Regions from separate parts of the Mus musculus genome. Here all the other regions are linked to region 3. A link is a contact called in public HiCAR-type data. All regions are on one chromosome and are shown on one strand. The core of a region is the stretch at or near the end of the contact, and the rest is flanking DNA. Distances in the headings are between cores, read along the strand shown.

Region 1 (4,209 bases), core at 526-3,025, 2.5 Mb before region 3:
TTTGTAAGTGGTCCCTTTCTAGGGATCCCAATCCAGGTCCTCTTGTGTGTGCAGCAAGCACTGCATCAACTAAGCCCCACAGAATGCATTTTTTTAAGAGCAAAAAATAGATACAATAACTTCCTATATCTAATTTAGAAGATCATTGTGGGATTCAATGAGGTAAGTCATTGTGGTGGTTAATCTTGTCAGCTTTACAGGACTTGGTGTGTCTTAGGGAAAGGTGTTCCCAGAGAGGCTTATCTGAGGAGGGGAGGCTCTTGCTGCCCTTGGGCAGTGCCATAGCATGGACTGGGATATTGGAATAAAAAGGACTAAACACCTCTCATCCATCCCGACTGTCAATGCCGTGTGACCGACTTCCTCACGCTGCTGCCTTCTGCGCCATGGTAGACTGGACCCTCAAAGCATGGCTCGAACCAAAGCCTTCATTCCCTGAGTCGCTGCTGTTGCCAAACATTTTGTCACAGCAATGAGAAAAGTCACTAGTACAGCCTGGTGGTGAAATCCAGACCTTTATAAGTTCTCAAACCAACGAACCTCTCACCGTCCTCTAAATCCAGCCAAGTTGGATCCTGCATCCTTATTCTCAAAGTACCTTTCCAAGCTGAAGACTGAGTTTAATATCTCCTACACATCCTCCTCTGCAACGTATTAACATTCCTTTCTCCTTTACTCAACTCCCTATTCCCACCCCTTTGCTCCTAATGAGCCGTTTTTATCCAGCCAACTTCACACTACCTGAGTGAATGTGTGTATGTTTAATATCACTCGTGCCTGTTCTTCCCCATTAGAGAAAACAAATGAACTTGTCAGACAAATAACTGTTTGGTTTAGAGTTCAGTGGACTTGGCTCAGAAGTCCTGAGTGTCACATCTGGACTGGTTATTTGTTTCCACACTGTCTATCCCCATTTCCGGGTTGCTTGTTTAATAAGTTAAAATTCAAGGCCAACAAAACCCTTGTCAGATTTATCTGCAGCTTGTTCCAGGCAATATTCGAGTCCTCCCCACCCCACCCCACTCCCCCACACAATCTCCCCTCCCACTCCCTCCCCCAGTGCCCAGTGGGTGAACCCGAACCATAGTGGATACGCCTTGGAAATTCCAAGTTAAAAGCATTTTCACCTGATTCTCAGGCAGACCCACACGCCAGTAGCTGCTCTGGGGTCTCTGTCCTCGTAAGTGGCAAGGAAGAACAGGGTGTGGGAGGCTTGCAGCCCTGGAATAGTCTTGGACCCTATTGGAATAGGGATTCCCCATCCTCCAGACCTTCTGAATGTGCGTAGGCAAGTGTTGTATTACCATACAACCAGCACATTCTCTTGGGGAGCTTTGGGCAAGGCTATTTACAACCTACATACCTGGGCCCCACCTCTCAGAGTCTCCTGTGTTTACTTTGGAGTCCAGCCAGGACAAAGGGCTCCTACAAGCTCCTCAAGTTCTTACTCTGCATCAGATCAAAGTGAAAGGTGTCCTGCAAATTGCAGTCCTTGAAGGTTAAGCAACCATCTGGGTTAAACTTGACCTTTGCAGGCTGTCCTGGGACCCTAAGGCAGTTCCCCATAGACTGCTTCTTAAGGGACAATGGGCTAAGGAGACAACCTCAGTCACAGAGTTTTTGGTCACCAGCCCTGATTTTGCGAAGCTCCAGCTCCTTGCCCTGCAGCTGGCAGCCACATTAGCCTCGCAGCAACCCCCCCCCCGACCCCGCCCCACCCTTCTCGCTCCGCCCAACCCCGCCCGTTGGCACCGCCCCCGTGACGTGCCGCAGCAGTCGCGAACATGCGCACTGAGTCCCGCGCGCTGCTCCGCCTCGGCGCTGTCATTCTCCGCGGCGCGGCGGCCAGTGCGGACTGCGGTTCCCGCCCGGCGCGCGGGTGCTGTGACTGCTCCTCCGGGGCGGACTGGTGACTCTGCAGCGCTCTGGAGCCTCTCGTGCGGGGACTCCGTGGTGTCGCATTCCCTCAGAGAGGGAGACACGCACCCGGAGCTCCGAGCACAGCTCTCAAGGGCTGGCGGCCACGACGGCGTTTGCTCGGGTTCCCGGTGCAGTCCGAGTCTCTGCGGCCGCCCGGTGCGCCCGGGAGAGCGCACCTCCCCCGGCACGGCAGAACCGAGGCGACGAGGATCAGGAGGGTCCTGCGCCCGCTACCACTGCCCACCGCGGGCCAGCCCGGCTGCGAGCAGCGGAGTTGCAGCGCTTTTTAGAGCTCTGGAGCCCCAGAAGACCTCTGCGAACCAGTAAGTTGACTGTAGTTTCTGAAGTTTCGGGCAGCGTGGGAAGGACAGGTTCGTTTTATTCCTGTGGTTCCAGGCCGAGGTTTTACCTCCCGTTAGCGGGGCTGCGGCTGGAGGAAGGCGTACTGGACTGTAAAGGATGGGGCATGGCATTCGAAGACTCAAGGCTGGAGTCTAGGGCTGGCTCCTGCCTCTCCCGAATGTGCCAGCTGGAAATGTGCTAGGGGAGACAGGTGCTCCGAGGGCATTTGGCCCGCCGCTAAATTGCACATTCTGAGCTCCTTGATTTTGCGCCGCGTGGGGTCAGGGACGTCAGCCACCTCCATCCTAGGAAGCTCTGCCTACATCCCCTCCATCCCCTCGGAGGACTGGCACAGAGATGAGAAGCTGAGACATTGCTGCTCGGGCCTGCAGGCTTTCTGCACATCCCACTTCACTCTTCCCTTAGGCAGAAGTTGCCAACCTCCCATAATTGGAGCCTAGCCCTTTAGGGAAAAACAACTTATGTGTCAAATGAGTGTTTTGTGCTCCAAGGCATAGAAAATGAGAAAAGTGCTCTATGCGTTTTAATTCATATGCTTTAAGAATGTGGGCAAGTCTCAAAGAAACAGGATTCCGAGGATGGCTGAGTTGTCCTGCATCTCTTATGTAAGCCTCCTGGCTGGGTACCTTTGCATCTGCAGGGGCTGCATCTGGGCCTCTACTCACTCCATTTTTTTTTTCAAGTCCAGCTTGAGCCGTATTTAATAAAAACGTTGACATGATATAGTGGTTCGTAGTCAGAAACAGGGCAGTCTTTAAATTAGACTGTCTTCTCCTAATAGGGAGCATGGGAGGAAGAACTTGGTGTATTTTTTTCAAGGCAGTTCAAGGAATTAGATACATAAATCATGCTTTAAAATACCATACATTGTACAGAGAGCATGCACAGAACCCTCTTTAGAACACATCCCCTTTTGTTTTAGTAAAAGTGGAGATTTGCTCATACCAGACAATTGTTGAGTCTGAAAGTGAAGTGCACTGATGGCCTTAATTATCTTAATAAACAAAGAGCATGATTTATAGGTAGCTACAGTGGCCTACTTTGAAGGGTAGAAATCTTTAACCTTTCATTCTCAGCTGCCCCTAGAGATTCCTTTTAAGCAGAGCAATGGATTAATGCCATTGATGTTTAATACTTGAGTTGATTAAATTTGTAAAAGGAATTCTTTGAAATACCATACAGCCCTGCTGTGTGACTGATAGGCAGTGACTGTTATAAAGAAAGATAATATTTAGAGTACCAGCTTTGCATTAACCAAACAGCTCATATTGCAGCTGCCCTGTGATACACATGTATCCATAGATGGAAAGAAATATGCACACAGAAAAATATATACATGCATATGGATTTGAAATAAAAACTCAGGGATGTGAGTCAATGTGAGATTTATTTAGGTGACCTTTAGAAAGAGGCATGTATGGGTTAGAGTGCTTCAGTGGATATAACAAGATGAACTAACTAGTTATAGGCACCTGGTTTAAGCATAGTTATTATTTTAAGGATTCTAAGAAAAAAGAAAGATTATTTTAACGTTGAAAAGCTAGTTATCACATTGTAGTTTATAGGAGCATTGAGTGCTGACCCCTAGAAGAAATTTTGTCCAAGTGTGGGCTTTCAAGAGACCAGGCTGTTGGCACTATTGCTGGCTTTGAATCTGAGCAATACCGGAATTCTGTGCCCGGCGTCTCCATCTGTAAAATAGGTGGGTGTAATTGCAGTACCTTCCTGGTTGGGTTGTGCGAGGCTTAAGTGGAATCCTGATGAGAAGGTATTGAGCTGGTGTCAAGTATCGTAGGCTGACTTTGGGGAAAAAGTTTCATGCTGTGAAAGGAAATTTGTCTTGGGATAAGCTGTAGACATTAAACAGCTGTTGCTGGAGGTCAGTAGAAGCAGTGCACATGTGTAATAGGAGAGAGGATATAAACA
Region 2 (3,998 bases), core at 2-2,501, 2.6 Mb after region 3:
AGGACAACTAAAACTTACTTTAGAATATTATACATTGTAATGAATTAATTAATACACATGGTACCAATAATTCTTAGATATATTTTTACAAGCTTTTGGTGTTTGTTCTGTTTTTCAGTCACAATATTTGATGATGCATGTTTTTGACCTCACAAAAAAAATCTAGTATCATTTAGTACATATTTTCTTATTTTTCCTACATAAAAGTGAGCCTTATCTGTACTTCAAGTAATAGTTATTTAAATCAGTAGCTTAGGGTAATTTTAGCAAATTTGAAATTCCCCACCACATAACACAAAGGAAACCCTGTATGATAAACCCGGTCTGCATACCATCATTTATATTGCACATGTTTTTGAAAATAGAACTTAAGAGAAAAACCATTGAAAAAGTACCTTTAGATGATTTCCATAAGACTGAATTCCTTAACATGTGTCATTAGTTTGCCCACAGTGATGAGTATCTTCTGGGAAATAAAAGGCCTTCAAGAAGTGAGAGTTTGTTAATAGGTCATCAATTTATATTCTGTTCACAAGATTCCGAAATACTTGATAATGTATGAAAAATTAAGTCCTGCATATGTGTTCCTAATCACGCACTTGTTTTGAACTACAGAGTGGACTGAACAGGGAAATGAAAATAAACATTTTTCACTTCATTTATTGCTGCCATATAGACATGACCTTACAGGACATATTTCTAGTTTGTTAAAAGTAGCCATAATCATTCCTATTCATTTTCTTTCAGAACCAAGCAAAATAAAGAATTACATACGTCTATCCATGACTTGACTTACTGTAATAAGGCATTTCAAACATTTCAAGAATGGCATGAGCAGCCCATCAAGGATGAGTCTCAATGGCACAATTTAATCATTTACAGAATAAAGAGCTGCCTTTGTTCTGCTATGTCCCTTAGGAGATTTAAAACACATATTCCAACTTTTGAACATGCCAGACAGGATTAAAATATTAATTTATACATATGAATATATAAATATTTGAATATATACACACACACACACACACATGTATTAATTATCCACCACTTTCTCTATTTTAAAAACTTTCTCTCATCTCTGGCCAGGAAAGATAATATTTACATCACAGTTCATATTGTCCTTTTAACTAGAATACCTGCTATTGCTTGAGACTGACATCATGTACTGAAAGATGAAGGAGCAAATCCACTTCATAAGAAGACTTCACCTGCAGTGACAGAGGAGAGGGAAAGCAGGGCGAGAGAGCACTTAGCAATTTTAAGAGCAACAGTTTACCAGGAACCCTCTACTTAATATTCTGCTTGATCTGCCAAGTTTATAGCCTGGCAAATCTGAATACAAATGTCTATGCAAATGAGGATTCATTATTCTTACAAGGTCTTTGTATTGAAGCTTAAGGTAACTTGGTTCCTATGGGTGCTCAGAGAATGTCAATTGCAAGACAGAAAGGATGAAAAGAAGAAAAATAGAAATGGAAACAAATGTTTAACAGGCATCGAGCTTGAAAGGTGGTGATGTACAGGCACAATGCATTGTCACTGCATACCCTTCTCATTGCCTGTTCTACGCTATTTACTCCTCCTCAGCAACAGAGAAGTTAACCAGTCAAGAACATTCCAAATACAGAGGAAATATAATATTCTTCTCTTACTGATTATAACACATTTTCCCATTATAAAACCAATCCTTCAATTGTCAAAAATTTATCATTCTTTTATAATTAAAGAGCTTATGGGTTGGTGGAATTTTGATCTCTAAGAAGACAGTTAATGCCTAATACCACCCTGCACACCAACTCCCTTCCTTTCATTATTGATTTATTGCCATATAATCCAGAATTGACATATTTAAAAGTCTAAAATTAATAAAATATACATCGAAAAAATCACAACAGTGCATCACCTTTCATTTATTACCATAACATGCTGCATGCAAAGATTGCAAAAGCCCCAAGTTAGAGGAGATTCTGAGAGTCTGCAAGTGATAATTATAGCTCATATACCGTAGTCTATTGTCCCGATGGATGAATCTTTTGCATGGTTAGCTCTTGTTTACATATAAATACCTTCTCTGGAAATAAAAATGTGTAGAAGGGCACAGGAGCTGCAATGCTTAGCAGATAAAATGATCCCAAGATCATGCAGAAAGGCTTGTTTCTTCATCCATAAGTAAAGCACATTTGCATCCATTCAGTCAAATTAGCTCCATTTAAAAGGTGGTTATAATTAGCTCCTTTTTCTCGTTCACGGGTGAAATTCTTGCATGCCTTCTATTTTGATTAAATCCACCGTTGTCTTCCAATAGCTAGTGCTAATTCTTCCAAGGAAATCTTCACTTGAGGTGTTATTTTATTCTGCATCTCCGTTAGTTGTCTAATTTACGCCAAGTCCCTGCAGTGTTTCCTTAAGCCATCCTCTTTGTCTTGCCTTTGAAATTTACCAAATCTTACAAGAAATCAATACTTAATTGATTATTCACTTTTCTGCAGCTTCAAACAGCAAGCACACATAAGATCCTAGAGAAGTACCCAATTTCCAGTGCAAGAGGTTCTTTGGTGGCAGAGCTCTGCAAGTGTCCAACAGCAGGCATTCCATGGAGTGGTGTACTGGCGTGTGGTGCCAGCGTATGATAAAGAAAACAAAGATATTCTAATGAAGCAGGGAAACTTCCTGGGTGATGCATAACTGTCTCCGGGCTTTGGATAAAAGGCAGAAACAGGAGCAACTGGATCCCACAGTATTATAATTATAATAATTGTTATTGCATTACTCCTTTTTCCCCCCTTTACTCTTGTCTTCCCATTGATGTGGAATATCCCAAGTGCCACTGAAGTCAGAGAACTCCGCTCCGGAAAAGGGGTGAGGCTGGCAGTGTACCTCTGGCATAGGATAAGGATGACAGGCACGTAACATTACAGAATAGGACAAATTCAAGCGAAAGAGAGGGAGAGACCAGGAGAGGGAGAGCTGGAGACAGATGGCGAGTCTGGCTAGAAGCCAAACCCAGTGAAATGAATTACATTGCTGAATAACTGTACACCATTGATTCTGCCACTTGTTGCTGCATGGGGAAAAAAAAGCCTCAGTGTATGCTGGAATTTGTAATATTGCAGGCAACTTTCACACACATAACTCAGTAGTGACAAAGGCATGTGATATGCTGTCTTGGATAGGTACATAGGTTTGTGTAAAAGAGGTTGTATGCGTGTGCTGAGAAAGCAACCCTGAGAGTGTATGTCTATGTAAGTGGGCAATGAGAAAATCAACCTTTGCAATCCAGTCATTTTTATTTAATGAAGAAGGAAGACTGGCATTCAGGGATGCGGTTATGTGCCACATATTAATGTGTGCTCACTAGCCCTCCTCCCCCACTTAAAAAATGAGTGGCATAAGACTGAAGTCCTCTATAGATTAACCACGTGGGAGAGGCACCTCATGAGAGAACCTGTCATCTCAAAACCTACCTATGTAGTGCAAGGAATCTACAGGAGAAGGCAGTGCTCTCTGAAGTGAGGAATCAAGGCTTCCAGGATAGGGTATTTGGGTGTTTTCAAAAAGACAGCCAGTTTCAGCAGATTGTTCAATAAATGCCTCATACCCAGGATGAAGGCAGACATTACAGGATGCCCAGGGGGCTTTGGAAATCAAATACAATGTTTGAGTAGCACAATTTGAGGTACATTATAAAAAAGCAATTTGAATTGCCAATGAGGCGACACATATCTGCATGCTAATTAGACCCCTGTCAGGCTCAGTCTGCAGGCTGGTGGGGGTGGTAAGATTTGCTTGGAGCACTGTGGAGAGATTGTTTCTGCATAAATTATCAGCTTTGTCTACTGATCATTTCCCAAACAAACATGAAGAGTAAGATCAAAAGGCGATTCTAAAATTAAAATTATTGATTGACAAAGCCTCGGCTTCAGATTCTAATTAGAAGAGGCACAAACAAAAGCTGATATTATTACTGATTGTGCCTGTGCTAGCAGCGGATTGTGCAG
Region 3 (4,232 bases), core at 1,391-3,890:
AATATTTCTAGAAATAGTTTACAACAAGCTGCATATCAGCATTTCTTATGTACCACGTCCTCCTTAGCTATACCTCTTTAGTTGTTTTCTTCCTTCCCTGCAAGGTACCTTCACATGTTTTATTAGTTTCAACTGTGAAAACATTGACAGACATCCTGTCAGCTCACTGAGCAACATCCCCGTGATACTAAAGCAATTTCTTGCCAGATATTTCAGTTTCCTCAAAAAGGAAATAACACAGCCTTTGAATTTATAGCTGCCAACACAGTGCTCTCAGACATCTCTCTCTCAACCAGAACATATAGGATGCTCTCTCAGGCACCTCACTCTTAATCAGAACACGTAGGTAGCTCTCAGACACCTCTTTCTCAACCAGAACATATAGGATGCTCTCAGGCATCTCTCTCTCAACCAGAACATATAGGATGCTTTCTCAGGCACCTCTCTCTCTCAACCAGAACATATAGGATGCTTTCTCAGGCACCTCTCTCTTATCAGAACATCATAGGGACTTTTTCTGTCCCTGTAGGATCAAGTGATCATTATATAATTGGGCTTTGATTTAGAAGTCAAATTTACTAAAAAGAATTACATACACACACACACACACACACACACACACACACACATATATATATATATATATATATATATATATATATATATATCATCAGTTATTTTTCAGAAAAATAATTGATTCATTAAGTATTTTAAAATTAGGGAAGGTGAGGGAGTGAGGACTTTTACAATCTTATTCTTAGTTTCCTTTATTAGGAAATCTCAAGTGTTTAATGTGTGAAATAAAAACATATTCAAGATACAGTAACAACAATACACAAACAGAAATAACCTGAGTTCCTGGAAACCCCAGAGAGAGTTCCTCGAGCGGGCTGTTTTGTAGTGGGCAACCTGTCCTTCTGCCCAGATACTGCAGTTGGAAACAAAGGAGCAAACTGAGATCTTCCTAAAGCGAATTTCTAAACCAAGTAAACACACAAGAATTAGCCTGATATCAGAGAATCTCTAACACTGGGAAGGGAAACAGGCACACTTGTCATTTGTAGGTTAAAGGCCCTCCTGATTTTCACCGATTTACCTTTTCACTGAATAAAATGGCATGGCCATTGAGTCGAACATACTGTCATCTTCAAGTATGGAGATGACAGCTCTTCTTATATACGGAATGTTGGCCCCCAGATTCCACACAATCCAGTTTACTGCAACTACTCTGTAGTTGAGGCACACATTTGAGCCACCCACTACAGCCATCTTACCTGCTTCATATCTTACTCAAACTTATGTCCCCAGCTGAGAATAAGGGCTTGAGCTGGGGGTGGAAAGGGTAGTGGGTGGGGGTAGCTCATGTGTGTGAGGGTATGAGGAGCCTGTACATAAGGAGACAATCCTGGGCATGCTCAAATAATCAAAGTCTGAGATTGGGGTCACCTTGGCTTTCTGTCTGCCAACAGGAAAGCCCCAGCTTAGGGTTACTGAGGAAACCTGAGGCATACACACTACTTGGTTTTGGAATGGTTACACTAAACTCTGACAGCTAATTTTCTTACACCCCAGCTGAACTAGAAATATTTGGAGAGACTGCCGTTTCCTTTTCCTGTACCCATGTATGCAGAGAGAACAGTCTGCATAGCCCAACATATTCTGTTATTCCACTCAAGCAAGCCTTTCGTTAGCCAACCAGGGTGACAGCAAGAAAAACACTTCGGGAAAACCATGTCTGTCCGGAGCTGAAAGCGGGACGTTTATTCCTTTGTACAGCTACAGGGGTGTGTTAAGGGAAACCCTCTGTGAGGCACAGCCCTTCTTGGGTCCTTAATGAACTCAGTCATGGAACTGAAGAAGGGAAAAAGACGATGAGATACAGCATCTCTGAAAATCAATGAGCTGATTGGCAGAGAAGATGGAAAATAAAGGTAGAAGTTGCCAAGTGCAGCCCACCTTAGGCAGAACTCGGGAGGGGAGCGAAGTTCTCACTGCACCCTGACTCCCAAAGGAACTGTATTGAAGCAAGCAGGTGTCATGACATTGAGATGAGAGAAGAAACACACAGGTATCACACCAGAGATGACAGAGAAGCAAGGAGGACGTGTAGGGGAGAGATTACGGATTACTGCCCTAACTGCTTCAAAGGACACACGCCTCCCAAGCCTGAGAAAGACTGATGGAAAGTAGAAGACACAAAGGTTAAATGGACATTCAGACGGTTTTACATTTCTAATAGTCATCAGTGTTTAAACCAACCTGCTACGGAAATGGCTGGTCGCCTTTAAGAGCTGGGGGCTGAAAAGCCCCTTTGTTTCTTCCGAACACCTCTTTTCCCATTTCAATTCAAGGCTAATCAACCTTTCACTCCCTTGCTCCATTTCCCACTGTAGAATGCAGCGGGTTAATTCTTCTTTCCCGGATCCTACAAAGCTAGCCCCAACCAGGCGGAAAGCCGTCTTGGATCGGAAAGCGCGGGTCAGCGGCTTACCTTCAGGATGGAGAGACGCGTCCCGGCTGCCCCTGGCTGCAGTCCTGCCCGCCTGGCCGCGTGTGCTGGGCTCTGGGCTCGCAAGGCCCCCGCCCCACCTGCAGCTGCAGCGGCCGCTGGCTACTCCAGGCTGGCTGCATGAAGTCATCGCCCGCCGGAGCAGCGCACTCGGTGCGAACCGCGGGGGGAGACTCGCCGCTCTGTGTTCCAGGAATTGCGTCTGCCAGCTGCACCCGAAAGACGCTGCTCCCCGGAGTGGAGGCTGATTTTCTCTGACCGATTTTACACCCGCAGCATTGCCGGATTGTGCAACAAAACAGAAGGGGCAAACAGACCTTCTTTGCAGAGAGTCCTTGATCTCCGCCCTCCCCTGTCACTATCGCTGTTTGGATAGCTCCATCTGACTGTGTAGGTTTCCCACCCTCTCCATCTTCCTTATCAGTACTGTTCATTTCGCCGAATCTGAGGGATGATTGTCTATTGAAATAAACAGTCATATACTCCGAAAATATTAAAATGGGCAACCGGCCTTTTTAAGAACCCTCATAACATGAGTCATTTGATTTTTAACACAGAGTAAAAACAGTTATGAACGCTGAAGATTGTGGACTTCCATTTTCTTGCTATTGTGATAGAATGGGGTTCTTCCAACCCAGTGAAAGGAGGAGAGCAGTGAAATCACCCAAGGACACTGAGAAGGGTCATTCCAGGATTTTAGTTCTGTTTGCTAGTGGACAGATGCGCATCCCAGCTCTCTCCTTGTACCCTACAGTCCTTGCTTTTGGGCTAGACTGCCTGGGTGAAAGCAATAATATTTGAAAAAACAAGAGGCAGATTTCACATCTGCAGATACCTGTAACTCCCAAGGGATTTCTCAGAATTTCCCTTGGTGACAAACTAAGCATGGATGCACACAAGCCTCTTGTCCTTGCTTCCTTAAATTGGCTCTCCCTCCATGCGTCTGTAAGACCCGAAAAGCCTTAGGTCCGTTATGTCCCACACTCACAGAGACGCAGAGACAAAGATTGATGCAAAAAACAAGAGGTTTATTGATCCAGCATGCTGGGGTCATCCTGAAATCAGGATAGAAGCAACCCCGAGTAGCTAAAGCACACACCTTTTATACATTCTTAAGAGCAGTTTTCAGTCACAGTTTAGCAGTTTATCATTAGTTAACCTTTAACGGCATTAAGGGGACAGACTTAAGGACCGGAGACATTGAGTGGGTTTTTCTAAACAATCAGAGGACTATCTCTTAGCGCACCTTGCAGTGAGGCAAATTCTGGGAAAAGAACATATTTACTTAACTTTTTACAAGAGTGGTCATTTTGAGCTACCACAAATCTTGCACATCTCCTTTTGCTTCCTTCCAAGGTACTGGCTAACCAACAGTTAGGTGATTGGTAGTACAAAGGGCGAAAGGCAGCTTAGGATTTTCTCTTTTTGGTGCTTGGCCAGGGTTTCTTTTCCAAGCAAGTCATTTCCAAGCAGGGAGTTTCCTTATCACTAGTATTCTGCAGTGTATGTGCCTCATTCCTCATATCTTGGCCTTCCTCGTGAGCATCATTAGAGGTTGCCAGTATTACCCTGGGAATCTGTCCAGCATAAGGGCAAGGAAGAAACTAAAAGACAAAAAAAACTTCATACTCCTCTATCAATTCCAGAAGAGAGTCAGTAATAGAGCCACCAGAGTTAACAAAAAACAAAATTAATAATTCTGAGAATTATTAATGCAGGATTA

What was found. HiCAR-type assays count read pairs that join an accessible place to other places.
Region 1: a HiCAR-type map of astrocytes shows a contact between it and region 3, with 12 times the contacts expected there. The contact joins the promoter of Pag1 here to the promoter of Pkia in region 3.
Region 2: a HiCAR-type map of astrocytes shows a contact between it and region 3, with 7 times the contacts expected there. The contact joins the promoter of 1110015O18Rik here to the promoter of Pkia in region 3. A contact is called at or near these places in 2 of 115 datasets of contacts at active chromatin or transcription factors (astrocytes and embryonic forebrain).

Annotation. Positions count from the first base shown.
Region 1 is chr3:9,831,245-9,835,453 of GRCm38.p6, reverse strand. It overlaps Pag1 (phosphoprotein associated with glycosphingolipid microdomains 1), which reads left to right and starts at 1,775. Exons shown (of 9, transcript NM_001195031.1): 1 at 1,775-2,243.
Region 2 is chr3:4,795,961-4,799,958 of GRCm38.p6, reverse strand. 1110015O18Rik (RIKEN cDNA 1110015O18 gene) reads right to left here and starts at 1,251. Exons shown (of 4, transcript NR_045272.1): 1 at 1,137-1,251; 2 at 396-482.
Region 3 is chr3:7,365,012-7,369,243 of GRCm38.p6, reverse strand. It overlaps Pkia (protein kinase inhibitor, alpha), which reads right to left and starts at 2,640. Exons shown (of 3, transcript NM_008862.3): 1 at 2,492-2,640.